Regions from separate parts of the Rattus norvegicus genome. Here region 1 is linked to region 2. A link is a contact called in public Hi-C data. All regions are on one chromosome and are shown on one strand. The core of a region is the stretch at or near the end of the contact, and the rest is flanking DNA. Distances in the headings are between cores, read along the strand shown. Region 1 holds the start of Poglut3 (protein O-glucosyltransferase 3). Region 2 overlaps Exph5 (exophilin 5).

Evidence for each region. Hi-C and Micro-C count contacts between places; a contact is called where the count stands out from the background.
Region 1: a Hi-C map of liver shows a contact between it and region 2, with 3 times the contacts expected there. The contact joins the promoter of Poglut3 here to the enhancer-like site in region 2. A contact is called at or near these places in 8 of 12 Hi-C or Micro-C datasets (the A7r5 cell line, the Rat2 cell line, Schwann cells and 4 more).

Annotation. Positions count from the first base shown.
Region 1 is chr8:62,671,592-62,676,059 of GRCr8, forward strand. It overlaps Poglut3 (protein O-glucosyltransferase 3), which reads left to right and starts at 2,398. Exons shown (of 8, transcript NM_001025123.3): 1 at 2,398-2,607. The coding sequence starts at 2,406.
Region 2 is chr8:62,614,896-62,618,916 of GRCr8, forward strand. All of the region lies in intron 1 of Exph5 (exophilin 5), which reads left to right. Among named protein-coding and RNA genes, the nearest start is that of Exph5, 22 kb to the left of the region's middle. Within about 2 kb of position 1,841, at least 7 of the 93 cell types and tissues checked have an H3K27ac peak or open chromatin away from gene starts, as enhancers often do. A contact at or near this core is called in liver, where this site is marked.

The DNA.
Region 1 (4,468 bases), core at 1,148-3,647, 57 kb after region 2:
TCCTCAGATCTGTTCCCAAGGTGTGGAATACGGAATAGACAGTGAAATATTAAGACAATACTTTTGTGGAAGTAAAGAACGTAAACAGATGCACTGTATCCTTTGTTGGTTTTTCCTGGGTTTGTGCTTCTGAAGACAGAACCCACATGGTAGGCAACTCTATCGATAGACAAGTCACAGACTCAACTCCAGGATACCGTTAGCCCTCCATTTACCACCCTCAGATTATTTTAAAAATCTTTTTGTGTATAAGTGTTTTGCCTGTTTGTGCACCACGTACATGCCTAGTATCCACAGAGGCCAGAAGAGGGCATCAGATCTTGAAGGACTGGAGTTACAGATGGTTGTGAGCCACCATGTGGTTGCTGGCAATAAAACCTGGGTCCTCTGGAAGAGCAGCCAGTGCTCTTAACCACTGAGCCATCTCTCCAGCCCCTTCAAAGATGATTTTTTTTTTTAAGTATGAAATTTCCCAGGAAAATTACAAAGCTAGTAAGGGGAAATGTGCCCGATCTTTCTGACAGCTATTCAAAACAAAAGGGGCGGCTTGGAGACATCAGAGTGCCTGGCCTAACATCGCTTCCTGGAGGTTCTCAGGTATAGCAAAGAGGTGGCAGTGGGCTTGAATTGGGGACCAGCTCATCCAGTAGCACCAAGGATTATTCTTTGCGGCTTGAGACATTCACTTAACGGTCCTTCTAATTACTGTTCACTGGGTGACTGGTTGCAGTCTTAGAAGTCAATTGCTTAATCCCCCACCCCCATCCAATAGGTGTCATTTCAAGTGTTATAGACTTTCTTAGGCCGTCTTTCACTATTACCTAGAGCCAGATAACTCTCGGTTCACTTCTCTGTGAGAAGAAAATTTAAGTTCAATTTTGCCAGAGTGTGAATAAAACATGTTCTACACAGGTTTTGTGTGTGTGTGTGTGTGTGTGTGTGTGTGTGTGTTTGTGTGTGTGTGTGTGTGTGTGTGTGTGTGTGTGTTGGTATTTATTTATTTATAAATGCTAACTGGAGCAGAGCAGGCATTCCATCAAAGCATGCAAGCGACTCCAGGAGACAAATCAGTGGGCACTGCTGCCCTGTAGTTTACAAGGGACTTGTCCCCGGTTCTGAAGAGTGCTGTCTCTAACTTCAGTGGTGGACGTCAGGTTAACCGGAGACCCCAGCACTGTGGCGTGCACACAGGCATCCGGTGTTTTCTTCCTCCTGGCCTCTATCCTAACCTGTGGGTGGTAATTGGGTTGGTGACCTGGGCCCAAGCTCAAAAAGAAGCCCAATTAAATAAAGCCTGGGACCTGGTTCTGATATGCTCTGGGTTGAGACTTACTGGGAAGGGGCAGAAACCCTCCGTCTGTTCTACAGGATGAGTTCTTCCCGATTTCTCATCCTGGGAAGAACAAATATTTCCTAAAATTTCAATGCTATGCGGATGAAAAGAAGAAAAAATAATTAGCAAGAGTGAACAAACAGGGGCTTGGGGGAGACTGTTCTTCCTGGCTATTGAGGCTCAGGAGTGGGTTGCCCAGGCCACCCAAAGTGGGCAGGGTAGGAAAGGTGGCCAATTCTGCAGAGAAGCTTGCCTACCCTCTCAAGGTAAGGCCCAGACCCTGCCTTCTGCAGCCCAAGTGCTCTACACCATTAAACACTGAAAGACAAGGGACAGAAAGGCAACTCCAATGACTTCAGGGTCGGAGGCTGCCAAGCACAAATAAGTGAAAAAGGCGGGCCTGTGCGTGAACCAAGAATCCCTGTGGAATTCCTCACAGGGAAGCCATTCCTCTCGTTCCACTTGTGGCACTGGAAACCAAACCCTGGTTTGCACTTACTGTAAGCCACATCTCAACCAGTTTCCGGGCTGGGTGTAGTGCACATCTTTGATCCCAATACTTGGGACACGGAGGCAGGTGGATGACAGTGAATTAAAGATTAGTCAGTCTATAGAGAGAGTTCCAGGGCAGCAGGAGTTACACAGTGAAAACCCTATCTCAATCAGTTTTCTCCACAGGGCATGGTGGCTTGGTTTACACACCTTTAATTTCACTGTACTGGAGGAGGATGGGGTGGAAGGATTGCCATCAGTTCAAAACCAGCCTGAGATACAGAGGGAGACTTCCTTCTCAAAAGGAAAAACTCTAAAATATAAAATAAGAATTAAAAAAAAAAAAAGAGGAAGCAATTTAAAAACAAGCAAACCCTGCCTTTCTCTAAACTGGCAAACTAGGAAACTAGTGGAGGGCTGGCGAGCCTGAGGCCTGGGCGCGGTGCACAACGACCCAGTCGGGGTCGGGGCGCGCGCCCGGCCCGCCCGGGGCGGCTCTAGGCAGAGGCCCGCCCCCGGGTGTCCCCTCGATAGGGCTCTCCAGCCCCTCCCTGGCCAGCGGAGCTGAGAGCGGGAGACCATGCTCGGTGTCCGGCGGGCCCTGCTGCTGCCGCCGCTGCAGCTCGCCCTGCTGGTGGCAGCGGGGACCGGGGCGCGCGTGAGCGCACCGCGGAGTCTGGCTTGGGGGCCTGGGCTGCACGCCGACGCCGTTCTGCCCGTGCGCTACTTCTTCCTGCAGTCGGTGGACTCGGACGGCCGGAACTTCACTAGCTCGCCACCAGGTCAGCGCCCGTCGCCGTCCCCGCGCGTCCCTGTCCACACGCGTGGCTATCTCCCCACTGTGGGTGTCGCCTTCTCTCCCCTCCTATCGGCGTCCCATCCCTCCTCCCCGACACCCACGGGGGCGGGAGATGCCACTGAGGACCGTTGGGTGATTAACTTCAAAGGCCGGGCCACGGGTTCCGCCCGGTGAAGGAGGTAAGGGTAGGTAGAGTAAATGGCGCCCGTGGGGTCCTGCGGAGCGCGGCGGTGCCGTCACGTGATGCAGATGGCCCTTCCTGGCTTGCAGGGCGCGCTTCCTCCCTGACTCAGCAGCCCACTCATCCCTTGGCGCTCCTAGGCCCGCAGTGCAGAACACGCGAATCTGTGGAACCTTATAGAAACGGGAAGGGAAGGGCTTGTCCTGAATCTCAGCAGGGTCCTCCTCCCACATCTGACTGTTTCTCTGGACTTGTCCAGCTGGTTTCTAGTTGTCGCCAGGCAGGATTTGCTAAGTTGTGTCTAAATTTAAGGCTGCTCCCAACTGGCGTCCTGTTTTGCCTGCAAAGAGGCGGAGAAATCCATGGCGTCCTCCACAGAGCAAACGGGAATTTCATGTTCTTGGAGGTCACTGTGTATTTGGTAGTCCTGGAGTGAAAAGAGGATGGCAGCGTCTGCCTGTCAGAAAACTTAGACTCTACTGAGAAAATAGATAATGCAACCCGCCTATCAGGGCAGAGCGCGGTTGGTTGCCACAGTTGGATTTCTGCAGCTTGGTGTAAACATTGAAGAACTGCCAATAGGCCCAGGGAAGTCTGGGAAGCTTCAGGAGTGTGGGTTTGGAAAGGGGTTTCTAGACTGACTCGTAGCCCTGCAAAAGCAGAGGGTGTGAGGGTCAAGTGTTCAGAACAGGAGCCTGTGGAACATGGTTCGGATTTAAACCCTATCACAGTGCCTCTGCAATTCTGTAATACATAAATGAACCCAGACATGCACTCCTGTGGTTACAGCAAGAGTAAGGATTTTCCCTCCTAATTTTAAGTTTTTCCCCAAATATAATTTCCTGCAAAGATTATGTGTGTGTGTGTGTGTGTGTGTGTGTGTGTGTGTGTGTGTGTGTGTGTACCACTTGTGAGCTGGTGCCCATAGAGACTAAAAGAGGGCACTCACTGGCTCTGTTATAGCTAGAGTTCTAGACACTTATGAGCTGCCTAATATAGTTGCTGAGAACATGTGTCCCCTGGAAGAGTAGGGAGCACTCTTAACCACCAAGCCATCTCTCTAGCCCAATACATCATAATGTTTTTATAACAAGAAAAAAAAATCCTAAAAAAGAAATTGCAGTGCATGAGTGGATCCGGAGTGTCCATGGCAGAAAGTCAGACATATTTGGAGGATTACATAGTCCTAGGGCGTATCACTGATCTGATGGGATGCTCTAGTTGGTAATGTTGGGTAGGTGCTTTCCCTCTAACTGCAGAGAGCTTCTGTAAGCTTCCTAAATGGCCACTGAAAGGAAAAGTATCAGCTTGGGACCCCAAGACCAAGTTCTCAGCACAAAGGGGATTTATTTGCCCCAGAGGGACAGAGGGCAGGGAATAAAAGACAAACAGGAGATGGAGGTTGAGGAAGAAGGGGAGGGGAACAAGGGAGAGGGGTCAGGGTTATTTGTCCAGGAGTGGGACAAAGGACTGCTCTGGATAGAGAGGAGACAGACGTGGCTCATAGGCAAATGACAGTCTATAAAGGGATAAGAGGGGCTGGAGAGATGACTCAGCTGTTAAAGGCAAGGCTCATAACCAAAACTATAAAGGTACAAGAAACCCTGTGTTAGGATGAGGTGTTTTAATTGGGCAGGTTCATTAGGTGAGCCAAAGGGGGGTT
Region 2 (4,021 bases), core at 591-3,090:
GTCAAAGCAACACGTCTAAGAACGAGGTCCAGCAGACATGGTGAAGAGATGCCTACTTCAAGTTCTTAGCATGCGCGTTTGCTTAACTTAGCCCCAGTGTTTTATGGAGTCAGGATGAGCGGCATTTTTACTCCTATTAAAATATGAGGTCCTTGATAAATATTTTGAGGACCTATATTTATATAAGGTATGAAACCTAATATTGTTAACGCAAAATCCAGGGTCCAAGAAATGTATACTGTATTTGGAAGACAGACCATAAAATTTTAAGTAATTTTTCCTTGTTTGTTTCCTTGTCTCATTCTGTAACCCAGGCTGTCCTAGAGCTCACTGCATATCCCAGGCTACTTGTAAAAGTCTGATGATGCTCTGCCCTTTGACAATGTATATACTACTGGACCGATGTGACTGGCAAGTAGGACAGACTGTGGTGATGTAGGGCCTGGGACACAGAGAGCCACAGATAGGAACTAAGTTTATAAGAAAAGGATCTGCAAAGCGGCTGGCCGTGCGGGCTCAGCTCCGGTGTGGATATATAGAATGTGGCTGGAGAAAATGATTACTAATTATGGCTCGTTGCTCTTCCACTGAATGGAATATCACACTTACCCAATTTTAGTTCATAGTTGGAATATGTAATCTTCAGAAAAAACTAGTCATGTTCTTATCAGAAACTGAAACCCTAAACGGAAGACTTCATGATTGTTCTGTGTGAACTGCTGTCTCCTCCTCTCCAGAGCCTCTGCTCTACCTGACTCTCTCTCCTCTCAGCTTCCCTGCACTCCACCCACCTTCAGTAACTATTACTAAATGTTCAATAATTTTCAACCAGCTGACACATAAAGAATGAATGGATTGTTTCATTTTATGTTTCAACTCTGTAAATTTTAAATAGAAAAGAAATTCAATAACCTCTGACAAACTTCGCATATGTTAAAGGTTTTGTAGCATCTTCCTCCAATTTCTGGCTTTCTGTTGAATCAGTTGCTCTAGAAAGCAATTTCGCAGAATGCTGACGATTTCCTATGAGTGAGTGGTTGACAGGGCACAAGAAGAAAACTTGTCCCTGCTACTCCCCTACATTAGAAGTCTCCAGAAGTTTTCCATGACCTTTCTGTTGAACCTTCTTTAGTACCTCATTAAGTAGCCAAGAAAATTTAAGAGTTTGGAGAAATCTTATGTATAGCCTAATAACTTGTGAAAATATTAATAGATAATGACACGTTTGGACAGCTTTTGGAAGCAGGGCTAGCAAAATGAAAACTATAGACATCCTGTCACAAACAAAGCAAATCAATCCCAAACCATCTCCCCTTTCTTTTCTTCCACTTCAACTGCTCTCTGTGGGGATGGCAGCCTTTACCTACAGCCACTAAAATACTTTCTTCCAATCACTGTGAATGAGCATCACAGCTGGCAACCACAGGCAGCTTCAGATGCTTTTTCTAACCGAGTTCAAACCCCAGTAAGACCGGTTCTGTCTTGAAAGAGTCATCTTTGTATTAGCAAGAGTGAATCCTACCTTCCTTTGTGACCCTAAACCAAGAGTCTCGGCTTTCTATTATGCACGGCAGGTTCCACCAATAGATACTAAATTTCTCAGTGTCTTCATACCATCGTTACAAATATTAAAGCTTGTTATGGTTGAAGTGGCTTTTCTCCCTAGTCAAAAAGACATTTTTAAAAACTTTAGCTAGGTGCCAGCACTGAGTCAGGTCATGGAACAAAGGAATTCATAAAAAGGGCATCGCAAGCAAAAAGAGAAACTTGGAAGGTAGCCCAGAGGGCATGACGAAGTCTTTAGAATGGTTGGCAAACAGGGTTTAAATGAGAGGAAGGGTAAACAAGTTCAGATAAGTAAAAGCGGGGCTGGGTACAAAGACTGGAGTCCCAGAGGTGAGGAGAAAAAAACGAGACAGAAGTTATTTGATCAGTCCAAGTAACAAAGGGATTAGTGCCGGGCCCATGAGTGCCCCAGCACCTCGATGCAGCTCAGACAGTTACTCCCACACTAGTCTGGGACAACGAGCTGGAAAGAGATGGCCATCTTGTTTGGTGAGAGTATCTGATAGTATCGTCTGCAGAGCTGGACCACACGAAGCCTTCCTTCATACTTAGCAGAGGAGCCTGAACAGGAAGAGGCAAAGAAACATAAAAAGTAAGCGGACCGGATGTGACATTCAGCACGGGTCTGTGACATGCTCCAGGGCTAGGGCATGGATACTTGGACCCACCCACGAACTACTCAGCAAATATCCGGTGTTGCCAACCCCACTGTGTGTTCTCTTGGTGCTTTATCTGGAACATCAAAGGACCAATATTATCAATGGCACTTGGATTAAAATAGCAAGCATAGGTCTTGAACAGAGGCGCCATAACAGAGACTCTTGAATAGACGGCTGAAGGAAGACTCAGACCCAAGAGCTCTCGAAATAATGTTCAACTCTTTGATAAGGCAATACCGAAGGACAGACAAACTCTGTCTTTGGGTTTATCTGATAAGCAAAAATTAAAAGAGTGTAACAGCTGGTGGGCTAGAGAGGATTTAAGAGCATTTGCTGTTCTTGCAGAGGACTTCGGTTCCCAGTACCCATGTGGCCGCTCACAACTGTCTGTAGCTCCAGTTCAGAGAATCTGATCTCTGGTCTCTGTGGGTACTAAATACACAAGTGCACAGATATACATGCAAGCAAAACACCCACACGAATTAATTTTTAAAATGGGACAATGATAACTAAGATGGGAAAAGGGCCCTTGCATGGAGACAGACTTGATATAATCTTTCTCCACAGTAATTTGATGATGTGTTTCATAAGCAACTAAAATAAGTCCCTTCTTTGACTTGCCACATCTACTTCAAAGAAAGTTATTCTGAGAAAATCATGAGAAATGTGCACAAAACCAGTTTTAAACTATGATCATGTCAACATCGTAGCTGTGAAAAATTAAAAAATGACTCATGTATCTGACTATAAGACAGATGTAATGGTAGAATATTGACACAGTTTAACAATGTTCTTAACTATAATGCTAAATGGAATTGTAGATATACTGCAGTATTTACAGTGTGAGAACTTTTTTTTAGCACAAAAGTAGCACATTAAGCAAGTAGGGAAACAATATAATCAGAAAAGCATCTTTTGTTTTACCTCCTGTGATCCTTTCAAAAGTTACTGAACTAAGATCAGCAGCGCTGCCATGACCTCTCTCCTTATGTGTTGCTTATGGCTGGGTGATTTACTTGTCAAGTTTAGGTGACAAGGAACGAGGTTTCCCATAAGTGGTAGGTGGCCCATTGTTTACCTTACAATGGGAAGTGAGGAGACAGCCTGGGCCCCTGTGCAGCCAGCCCTCAGGAACTTAAAGTTGACAGTGCTGTCTCTGGCACCAGTCAGTGAGGTGAGAGTCCCAGGTCTGGGGTTCAGAGTTTCTCCTCTGCTTCTCCTTGTTTGCACCCATTTCCATGACTGGTTTCCTTCTCACACCATCTGTCTCTGCCCCTTAAGTAGCATTGCCGTCTCTATGTGGTACAGCTCAATGCTGCTCCTTGTGTTTCTCTCAGCCTCTTATCGCTTTAGCTAGTTTTAATTGTCATGGTTTCAAGACATGGTGTGGCATGCTTAAACTGATGTCGCTCACCAGAGTGGAGTGTATCAGCTGCATGGCGTTCTTGCTCCGGTTTAGCTCTTGAGTGAAGCACAACTTGCTAGTATGGTTCATTAAGTTCAGGAATGTCAAAAATTTGGGATCCTGTAACTCACAGCATAACAGTACAGCATAGCAATCATCCCACTTCTGTACCGATGTTTCCCAACACACCTTGGACTGCCTATGGTAGCCTTTAGTCTTAGGCAGATCCTCCTGACTGCATTAATTCTGTGGCTAGGCTATGTTTTGTGATGTTGATAAAGAGAATAGATAGAACAATTATTTTTTTTAAATTGCTATCATATTTTTATTATTTTGAGGGATGTTTGTGTATATGCCACGACATGTGTGGAGGTCAGAGGAAAACTTGCAG